Linked DNA regions of Hordeum vulgare: region 1 is linked to region 2. A link is a contact called in public Hi-C data. All regions are on one chromosome and are shown on one strand. The core of a region is the stretch at or near the end of the contact, and the rest is flanking DNA. Distances in the headings are between cores, read along the strand shown.

Region 1 (5,939 bases), core at 2,234-4,733, 250 kb after region 2:
TTCAAACCGCCTTTTGTGTGGCAACAATTCCACAGATAAAGGAGCTAAGAGCCCAAAAGCAAAACTGAGAGTAGCCAACACCCTGGGTATCATTCCAATTTATTTCACGGAAAGGCACAACCCATTAGTCAATCTAGTACTCTATATTATACAGTACAATATACAAAACATCTCTACTGAATTCAACATGTTTTCATGAAGCACTTTGGATCCAGATATTTCTGCAACATATATTACAAGAGTCTAATAATAATCTAATGTGCGTAGCTGGAACCCACTTTTGCGTCAAAATTTTCGCTCAGACCAGCACATCTTGAATTCGAACGGCAGAATTTTGTGAACCGGTGCCCCAAGCTTACAACTGAATCATCTCTACCTGTCTATTAGTTTTTACTAATAGCTGGCAGTTGCCTGTAAGTTGCTCTTTTCCATCTCGCCTCCAAATTGTCCTGAAGTACTAGTGTTATTGTCGACCTGTGGCTCAGCCTCAGATCCACGTGAGGCTGTTTTTTCTTGCTGTGACTGCGCTGTGCTAGGAGTTGATCCAGCTGGAGGGTTCTGTGCTGCCAGACTAAGTCGGAGTGGCCTCCCATCCAGTTCCTGCATTGCCATGAGACATGTCAACCGACCACTTTTTTCACTGATGGATCCATGTGGATGTGGTCAAATTGAACATGTTTGAGAGATCATAGGGTACCCATTTGTGCATAAAGTATGGTTATCCATGCATATACTACACAGATAAGTTATATTTGGTTCAAACATGATTATTGACCTATCAGTACTAGCAAAAGGGCCCGTGCGTTGCAATAGGAGAAAAAAATATCACACGCTTTTAATTTTGTTATAATCATTTTGATTTATTAAAATAATAAGCTAACTAACTAATGTAGTCAGTTCTATCATATTTTTTGAGAAATCAACCCATCCATTGTTAATTCCACCATGACGAGAAATTGAACGGGACGAGCAAAGCAAAACAAAGAGGCTACGTGAATTGATCAATGGACTGTTATCTTATTTCACTCATGGAGTAGAGAATGTGGGATCAGATGACAAACTGAAGGTGGTGTTCCATTCTCTGTCTTCACAACAATACAATATTACATTCAATACATTCATTCATCAGCAAACAAATTCCCACAAAACAAAATTTCTTGCCGGTGCTTGGCACACGGTTGGAGGCATGGGGAGGGGATCTCACTAGATGATGAGTTCCTGCCAAGGAGGGGATACGATGAGGGGAGCAAGGGTTAGGCGCCTCTATCATGCCATAAGGAGTCACTGTTGCCGCGCCATAACCTCGGAGTTCCCCGTGTGAGCCATGGAGGCCCGCCTCCACCTGCAAGTACTTCGCTCCGCCGCGTCGCCGCCGTTCTTCATCCAGTCACTGTAGCTGTCGTGTTGATTTGATCCAGAAGCTGTGATCGAGCGCCGAAACGGGGGCAGCAAGCAGGCAGAGGTACGGCCGCGGAGGCGGATGGGTTGAGATCGACAACAGTGGTGGTTGAGGTAGGCGGCGGCGGCGAGTGGTGTGGCAACGGCCTGGGCACACGCGAGGGTGGACCAGGGTCGACGCGATGCGCTCGAGCGCCGCAACGGGGGCAGTGAGCGGGGAGAGGTACGGCCGCAGAGGTGGGTGGGTTGAGATCGGCAGCCGTGGCGGTTGAGGTCGGCCGCGGCGGCGAGTGGTGTGGCGGCGGCCTGGGCACAGGCCAGGGTGGCTCAAGGTCGACGGGAGGAGACGATGCGTACGAGTATAATTTTTGCAGCGATCGTTTTTCCTTTTACGTTGTAGATAAATGATGGAGCGCGGGTTGAATAACAAAAATTACAGAGGCTTTTTTATAAAAATGCCGTGGTGGGTTTTTCGACGGAAGCAATAGGCTCTTTATTATTATTATTAGGTGTAGATTGACTAATTTTTCTCTATGAAATACTCCCTCCGTCCCAAATTAAGTGATTCAACTTTGTATTAAGTTTGTACTAAAGTTAGTATAAAGTAGAGTGACTTAGTTTGAGATGAAGGAAGTACTACAAACTATAACAAAGTAACATACTGGTGACCCTGTTTCTACATTTCATAATTCAGTTTTCAATTACTTGCTGTTTTGTTCTACTTATGCTATTATACCATGGTAATCCAGTGAAGTGGTGGATGTGGTGGGTATTTTGGTTCTAAGGTTGCAAGAAAGACATACCACTCCGTCCATGGCCTGCAAGGCAGCCTTTGCATCTTGTATGGTGTGGAAGGAGACAAAGCCAAACCCCCTCGAACGACCGGTGTCACGCTCGAAGATTACCCTGGCACCAACCAAGCCAGGCTGCCCTTCAAATGCCGTCTTGAGTGCGTCAGCCCGCACACCCCAACCCAGGTTGCCGGCGTAAACCTTGTATGTCCCATCGTCAACAACACGCAAGCTAGTCCTTGCAACCGCTGCCGATGCCACTGCCCTTTCTCCTCCTCGCGGCACTTCCGGGAAATTCACCCTGACTGTCCTCCCTCCCAGCAGCTGCATTGACACATGCATTCATGGCCAAGAACAAGAACAAGAACAAGCTCAAGCTTTCATGTGGAATGGAGAAGAAGCTGCATTGACACATGCATTCATGGCCAAAAACAAGAACAAGAACAAGCTCAAGCTTTCATGTGGAATGGAGAAGAAGCTGCATTGACACATGCATTCATGGCCAAGAACAAGAACATGCTTTCATGTGGAGTGGAGAAGAATTGGTTCAACTAGTGCGGAACTCACGGCTCCGTTGAACATCTGGACGGCCTTGGCAGCCTCCTCGGCGGTGGCCATGGTGACAAAGGCGAAGCCGCGGCTCCGGTCGGTGATTTTGTCATAGATTATCTGCAGGAGCGCAATCATCAAACCGTGGACAGGAATTCATACGCGCCCGGAAGACAGAGACAGGCACAAATTGAAGATAAGACTTGGATTGCATTTCGCGTGCTTTGAGTTTGATCTTTGATGAGTACCTGGACATCGTCGACGCTGCCGGCCTCGGAGAACGCTGCAGTGAGCTCAGCGGCGGTGAAGGTGTAGGGCAGGTTGCCGACGTAGATTCGCCCGGGCTCTTGTCCAAGTGCCGGCCGGTTTCTCGGAGGATAGTAACCGCGAACTGCCTCGACCTCGGGCTCTGCCTCCTCGCCCTCTTCCTCCACGTACTCCTCAGAGTAATACTCTCCGTCAGAAGAGAACTCTTGGCCGGAAGCGGCGGAGGCGGAGGCGGGCAGGAGAATGGGGTGGCTACGGTGGGAGGAGAAGAGGCGGAGCCCGATGCAGTGTCCCTGGAAGTTGTTGAGATTGAAGTGAGAAGGAGGGAGTGGGATGGCGGCGGCAGTCGCGGTGGGGTGAAGGAAAGAGCGGAAGGCGACGACGGCGGTGGCCATGGCCGTGGAGGAGCGAGGAGCTTTGGTGCTGTGGTGTGTCAGTGTTCGGTCTCTTTCCTTATCCTCTACTCCTGCAGCCATATTATGCCGGGTAGGGGCTTAAACAGGCCAATACTTATCGTCTGGGCTCACCTAGTCCGGGCCTTGAGAAACTCCGGCCCACTAAAGACCCCCTCTCCGTGTCCGAACACACCAATTCTTTCTCACCAAGCGGCGGCGGCGGCGGCACCGTCACCGTCACCAATTCTTCTTCTTCCTCCGCAAGAAGCAGAGGCCGCCGCCCCGAGACCCCAAACACTTCCTTTCCTCACCGAATCCAAATCTCGTGCGAGAAATTTTGCAATGGCGTCGGCAGCGTCCGAAGTCGATCCCGACGTCGTTGAGGAGTCGTCTAGCGCCGGAGGCAGCCGAGAGGAGGCGGCCGCGGCGGTCGAGACAGAGCCGGCGGATGGGGAGGAAGAAGGGGAGTGCGGGTTCTGCCTGTACATGAAAGGTGGAGGTTGCAAGGAGGCGTTCGTGTCGTGGGAGGAGTGCGTGCAGGCGGCGGAGAAGGAGGGCTCCGACATGCTCGACCGCTGCTCCCAAGCCACCGCCGACCTCAAAAAGTGCATGGACGCCCACGCCGACTACTACGCCCCCGTGCTCCAGGCTGAGCAGACCGTCTCCGACCAAGCCGAAGCCGCCATCGCTGCTGCCACCGCCGATACAAACAAGAACCCCTCCCCGGACACTGATGAGACCAAGATGGAAGAAGCTCCTGTCGAGTCTGCCGCCATCGCTGCCGATGAGAAGGAGGTGGTGGTCGAGCAGGCTACTTCCTCCACGGCCGCCGAGGGGGTGAAGAAGGAAGAGGCAATCGTCCACAAGGCAGAGTCCTTGTCTTTGGGTAACTAACAACTGGGGGATTAGATTTAGATTTTTCAGCTCGTGGTAGCTTTTTGTTCAGTATGAGTTATGATCTGATTGAGGCGCATGAGGTTAGTTTTTATCCCCCTGTGGGGAAATAAGGTTCCTTTTCCAATAACTGTTGGCCATGATACCGAATTTACTGAAGAATTTCTGGATGCTTTTTATATGATACACCCTCTGTAAGTCTTTTTAGAAAATCCACTACATAGACATCAGGGACGAAGCTAGAAAAAATATTTACTGGGGTCATGTCTATAATACCGGAATTATCTTAATAAATAAATAGTGTTTAGTAATGAATTAATGAAAGATTTACTAATATCATTGGGGTCAATTGACCCCAATGCCTACAAGGCAGCTACGTCCCTGATAGACATACTTTAGAGTATGGATTCATTCATTTTTCTTCGTATGTAGTCCCTAGTGAAATCTCTACAAAGACATATATTTAGGAATGGAGGGAGTAGGTTACATACTCATCATCTTTGTGTTTGATGCATTGACATTGTATCTCTCGAACTACTCCTGGTGACTACGATGACGACAAGATACACAATTTGCTTTAGAATTTCTTGATACTTTTAGATTACATATGGGTTACATATTCACCATGTTTGTTGCCTGATGCATTTCCATTATAACGTTGGTCAAGTCATGGTGACTGCGATTGTCTAATAAAGTAGCCTTCGATTGCATTGGATTTGACATGCTGAGCAAGTTTGAAATAGGTTTCAGCTGGTTACTTTCATTGACATCAATATGGTTTGCCTGCATTTACCATTAAATTTAGGATTTTAGACTTAAATCAACCTTTTCTTTGTGTCAAAAGATGGCAGATCTTGTAACTAGTCACTTCGCCAACGCAATAGTAAGAAACCTGGAATGTTATATGGCCAAACTCCCCAAAATAATCAGTTGCATGAACAAAACAGCAGTTATTTACATAGACTTCTTATATATGTGAGTTCTTTTTTCTGAATAATTGTTGAACATGATATAGTTTGCTGAATTTTTATCTGATGCCTTTATATAATATGTGTGTCGCTTGATTGATTGACATTGTATCTCTGGTTAAGTCATCATGGCAAGATACTCCCAGTGACTGATGTCTAGTACATCGTCTCTGAGTTGTAGTACATCGTCTCTGAGTTGTATGGGGAGTTTGAAATAAGTTACAGTTGATTGTTGTCATTGATATCTGTATATATCTTCGTTCCATTATTGTGAATGAACAAAACAGCGATTATTTAAATACTGCTGATATGTAATGTGATATTATTTTCTTCCGGAATTGTTGTTTTAGCTTTCTAGTTACTAGTTTGACCTGAGGCTTGTTGATCGCATGGGCTATAGGATGACTAATACAGGTGATGCAAGAGAAGGACCGTCGCAGGAGTAAGGAGTGAAATAAATTTATTGACATTGTGTTTGATTGGATTAACTGGTCTACTATGTTCGCTAATGGGTGTAATTACGTCATGCTTGCTTAACTTCAGGTTTTTATCTGTCAGTAGTTTGTAGTTTTATTTGGTTTACAAATGTTACACTATATGTGGATTGCCTAGCCCTTTCCATCAGTTCGGACTTTTGGTTGCGTTGGCTAGTGCATGAAGCTTAACATGGTATCGGA
Region 2 (5,436 bases), core at 2,695-5,194:
TCCGATTTGTTTGTTAAACGTTAGCCTCAAAATTTTCACGAAGGTGGGAACGGATAGGCTAACTAAGATGGCCCATTCGGTGGTGCAATCTACGCAGACGGCATTTATGCCTGGACGTAACATTCTAGAAGGGGTCGTGGTCTTACATGAGACTCTGCATGAGATACACTCCAAGAAACTTGACGGAGTGATATTCAAAGTAGATTTTGAAAAAGCATACGACAAAGTGAAATGGTCTTTCCTGCAACGAACCTTACATATGAAGGGGTTTGGTGAGATATGGCGCAAGCATATCGACTGTTTTATAAAAAAAGGAAGTGTTGGTATTAAAGTAAATGATGATATGGGTCATTTCTTTCAGACACTGAAGGGTCTTAGACAAGGTGACCCTATGTCTCCTATTTTATTTAACATTGTTGCAGATATGTTGGCACTCATGATCAGGAGAGCCAATGAGGAAGACCTTGTAGGGGGGCTAGTACCACATCTACTGGATGGGGGTGTCTCTATTCTACAGTATGCAGATGACACGATCCTTTTTATGGAACATAATCTTAAAAAGGCCAGAAACATGAAACTCATCTTGTGCTTATTTGAACAGCTATCTGGGCTGAAGATTAATTTTAACAAAAGTGAACTGTTTTGTTTTCGAGGGTAGCGCCGATTGAAGAGAAGCTGGTCCAGCATCGTCTCAGATGGTTTGGACATATTCAACGGAGGCCACCGGAAGCGCCGGTGCATAGCGGACGGATAAAGCGTGCTGAGAATGTTAAGAGGGGTCGTGGTAGACCAAACTTGACATGGGAGGAGTCCGTTAAGAGAGACCTGAAGGTTTGGAATATCGACAAAGACTTAGCCATGGACAGGGGTGCGTGGAAGTTAGCTATCCACGTTCCAGAGCCATGACTTGGCTTCGAGATCTTATGGGTTTCAACTCTAGCCTACCCCAACTTGTTTGGGACTGAAAGGCTTGGTTGTTGTTGTTGTTGTTGTTGAACTTTTTTGTTTTGAAAACGCAAAAGCAGAACAGCTCACTTATAATCAACTTTTCGGTTGTGAAAATGGTAATTTACCTTTCACGTACTTAGGGATCCCTATTCACCACCGAAAGTTAACAAATAAGGAGTGGAAATGTATCGAAGACCGATTTGAAAAAAAAAATAAGCTGCTGGAAAGGCAAGCTTTTATCCTATGGAGGACGTTTGGTACTTGTTAATTCTGTATTATCAAGCATGCCCATGTTTCTTCTATCCTTTTTTGAAGTACCAGTTGGGGTGCGAAAAAGGTTGGATTTCTATCGGTCTAGGTTTTTCGTTTTTCTGGCAGAGTGATGAGGTAAAGACCAAGTATAGGCTGACTAAATGGGACATTATCTGCAGACCAAAGGACCAAGGAGGTTTGGGGATTGAGAATTTAGAGGTTAAAAACAGATGTCTGCTTAGCAAATGGTTGTTCAGATTATCTGTGAAAACAGAAGGTATGTGGGTACAAATTCTGAAGAACAAGTACCTACAACACAAGACCTTATCTTAGGTCACCACGAGACCAGGTGACTCTCCCTTCTAGAAGGGTTTGATGAGGTCTAGAACAGCATTTTTTAACAGAACTAGGTTTATCATTGGAAATGGTGAATTAACTAGATTTTGGGAAGATACATGGCTAGGGCGGGAGCCCTTGGCTCTTCAGTATCCGCAGCTGTACAATATTGCCCAACGTCGACAGGCGTCCGTTGCGACGGTATTGAGTGAGACTCCTCTAAATATTCAGTTCCGTAGAGCCTTGATTGGTGACAGATGGACTAGATGGCTGCATCTAGTTAGAAGGCTGATGGACATTAGCCTTTCTGACTGCCCTGATAGAGTTCAATGGAGGTTGACCACTAATGGTATATTTACTGTAAAATCTATGTATGTGCACCTCATAGATTCTTCGCCTATTCCAAAATCCATGCATATATTGAAGGTCAAAGTTCCCCTTAAGATAAAAATCTTCATGTGGTTTGTTCACAAAGGAGTTATCTTAACTAAGGACAACTTGGCCAAGCGTAATTGGAAAGGAAATCAAAGATGCAACTTCTGTCAGAATAAAGAAACTATTAAACACCTCTTTCTAGATTGCCCTATGGCTAAACTTATATGGCGCTCGATCCATATTGCGTTCAACATTAGCCCTCCTACTAGCATTAACATGTTGTTTGGGACGTGGTTGATGGGGGTCAATGTTGAATATACTAAACTTATTCGTGTTGGTACCTGTGCACTATTATGGGCTGCATGGAACTGCAGAAATGATTTAGTGTTTAACAGACAAAGCTATACTCACTTTTTGCAGGTTATCTTCAGGGCTACTGCCTTGATCCGCACGTGGTCCTTACTCACTCCTAGCCAGGGAACCTTTGGTTACTGGGTGTGCCCGATGGAAGATGGTAGCTCGGGGTATCTTCAACCGGTTTGGATGGCGACATATTAATAGGATAGATGACTAGTCATCTAGGCCTATTTCCATTACCGGTTGCGGCGCGATAGACGCCTTGTATCTTTTTCTTTTTCAAGAACGCTTTGTACTTGTTTCAGACTGGTTTCATACTTAATAAAAGGCTGCATGCATCACTCGATGCAGAGTCCGGGGCGATGCCTCCTTTTCTAAAAAAAACTTGAAGTGTCTAAGTTTACAAATGTCATGCTGCAGGCGAAAAATCGGAGACTGAACTCTGAACGAAAAAAGAGAGGAGCTACCTATATTGTCATCGTACATCATGGTGGAATGACAATGGGCAAAATTAAAGGGGTTACTGAAGATTATGTGAAACACACAATTGCCAGAACGTTATCACTTCTAAATTTCCGCCAAAGGGCACCAAATAGTACTGTATGATATATGCTTGCCGGTACCATTTTCTATTATTTCCCATCGATGGCACATCATACAGCCATTGGATTTTCACTTTAAGGGTACCCATATCCTAACTAATTCAATATGGAGAAAATGTTTTCGGGTTTTGAGTAAAGTATGAATATCAAAACCACGAATGTTTGAGAGAAGCCACACTCAATCATATCAATACAGATAAGTAAAATAACCCGCATTTCGACTAAAGAGAAGCCGAACATGGCTTGTGGCTGAAGTCTAAGGAGCCAGCTGTGAGATGTGACTGGATTTGACATTGATTAAGCCTTAAGGCAACTGCATTGGATGACCATTTCAGCAGACAATTTATTCACTGATGTGATTTTACACCGACAGTCTACTTTGTTCATGTGCAAGTGCATCATTACAGCGAGAAAATGAAAGCCAGCAAGAAATGCCTGCCTCCAACTAGACAGACAGTTGTAAACTCACGAACCTGCTGGTGAGCTTGTCCAGCCGCACGTAGACGTATCCCTTGGGCGACACCTTGAAGGCGAACATGGCAATGTCATCGCCAAAATGCTCGCCAAGAATCTCCTCGGCCGCCAAAAGAGCGCGCGCGCCCCACTTGACGTCCCGCAGGACGACACCGCCGCCGTCGCCGCCATCACCGATCTGAAACGTACCAAGGAGTCAAGAGCAGGCCGGGCAGCATTTGGGCGAGCGTGCACCAGGCCAGCCGAAATACCTCAGCATCGGCCCCTTCGTCTTCATCCTCCTCCCACTCCGCCACACACTCCTCCTCCTCCCCAGAGCCCTCGTCGCCTGGGCCAAGGCCCGCTATACTCGACACGAAGCGCGTCTGCGCCGCGGATACGGCCCCGCCGCATGAAGTAGGAAGGATGCTCCTGGGGCAGGCGGTGTAGGAAGCGTGCCGAACGGCGCTGCGGAGGCAGGACGAGGAAGCGGCAGCCACGGCGGCGCGAGGACATTTGGTCGAGCACCTAGCGAGCAGCGAGCGGAGCGCCTGGGCGAGGGCGTGCGCCATCCCTCGCACAAGTTGGTTGAATTTGCCTTCGCCTCTTACGGATGTCTCGGTTTGGGTCAGACCATCAGACTTACAGCATCACTATCACTAGTAATGTCCTTAAATTCTTAAATCTTTAAAATTAACTTTTTTACGGGTTTAAACAGAAAAAAATAAAGAATCTTTCCTAATCTCTCCTCAATAATTTAATTTAATTCTCCCCTGATAATAAAGCATGCATTGCTTCTGACGTCCGTCGTGACATTTTTGCAAAAACACCCCTATAGTTTCATCTAATTAACCGGCGGTACGTTTTTAAGTGAGGCTAAACCGTTTTTCACATTTTACATAAAACCCCCTTACTTTCATGCTAAATAACCCGCAGTCCAAGTTATATTCAGAACGAATCGTTTTTTAAATTTTTTACATACACCCCTCACATATGCGTTAATAACCTCGAAGTCCATTCAGAATAAATATGTATTTTCAAATAACAATATCTTTTAAACCGTAAATCCAATTTAAACATGTTATATATGAAACTTGATTAGAAAAATGTGTAGAGTTTGAATATGTTGTTATTTTACATATTAAATATTTTAAAAAAATACTATTTAGGATACAATGCTAATCAATATTTGTCTTTATTTCGTACCGACTATTTGTATTGTAACATGTTAACTTAAGCATCAATGTTTGAAAAAAATTATAATCTTTGTACATGATATACTTGCACTAGGTTCTTTCTTTGTACATATTTTATAATCTAAGACCTTACGTACGTGTCTTTTTTATTTTTCTCCCGTTGCAACGCACGGGCATTTGTGCTAGTTAATAATAAAGCAAATACGGTTTTTGGTCGTCCGTCTTGAAAATTATCCCTAAAGTTTGCATAAATTACCCACCATGCCACTGGTAAGTAATAGAAACGTTTTACAAAGCGAAAAATGCTGGACTGGGCCGGCCCATGTAAAAACGTCATATATTACGCTTTGCACGCTCGGAGAATATCCAACACACCGTAAGGGCCGGCCATGCACAGGCGTATGCTTTTAGTTCCGTTTATTTATTTACTTTCAGTTCCGTTTTATTTTTTTTATTTTAAATAATTTAGAACTTCAAATAATCTTTAAAAAAATAATAAACTCAAAATTATAAATTAACATATTTAAAAAATTAAAGTGTTTGTGACTTCAAAATCTGCTCGGAGTTTTGTAAAAATTACTCGCATATACAATAAAATATTTGCAATTTTAGAAAAATGTTTGTACAATAAGAAAAGTCCATGATCTCAAATACAATTACATGTATTAAAAATTATTAAAGGCATTTAATAAAATGCTTTCTAATTTAAAATATGTTAATGCATTTAAAAAATGTCTTAAAATTTTAAAAATAGCTAATGCCTGTTTTGATAGTTTCTTTTTTTTATTCAAAATTTTCCGTTCCATTTTTGTTTATTTATAATTTAAATAATTTAGAATTACAAAAAAAATTGCATACTAAAAAATAGGAATTTTTAATTAAAATGCTGACGAATTTTTATTTTGAATTAAAAATAG

Evidence for each region. Hi-C and Micro-C count contacts between places; a contact is called where the count stands out from the background.
Region 1: a contact with region 2 is called in a Hi-C map of leaf, with 3 times the contacts expected there. The contact joins the promoter of LOC123426232 here to the promoter of LOC123426231 in region 2. A contact is called at or near these places in 3 of 6 Hi-C or Micro-C datasets (leaf and seedling) and 1 of 1 datasets of contacts at active chromatin or transcription factors (embryo).

Annotation. Positions count from the first base shown.
Region 1 is chr2H:345,944,923-345,950,861 of MorexV3_pseudomolecules_assembly, forward strand. LOC123426232 (RNA-binding protein CP33, chloroplastic) reads right to left here and starts at 3,484. Exons shown (of 4, transcript XM_045110031.1): 1 at 2,987-3,484; 2 at 2,757-2,858; 3 at 2,202-2,513; 4 at 125-600. The coding sequence starts at 3,481. The coding sequence ends at 394.
Region 2 is chr2H:345,693,315-345,698,750 of MorexV3_pseudomolecules_assembly, forward strand. LOC123426231 reads right to left here and starts at 3,945. Exons shown (of 4, transcript XM_045110030.1): 1 at 3,596-3,945; 2 at 3,344-3,522. The coding sequence starts at 3,895.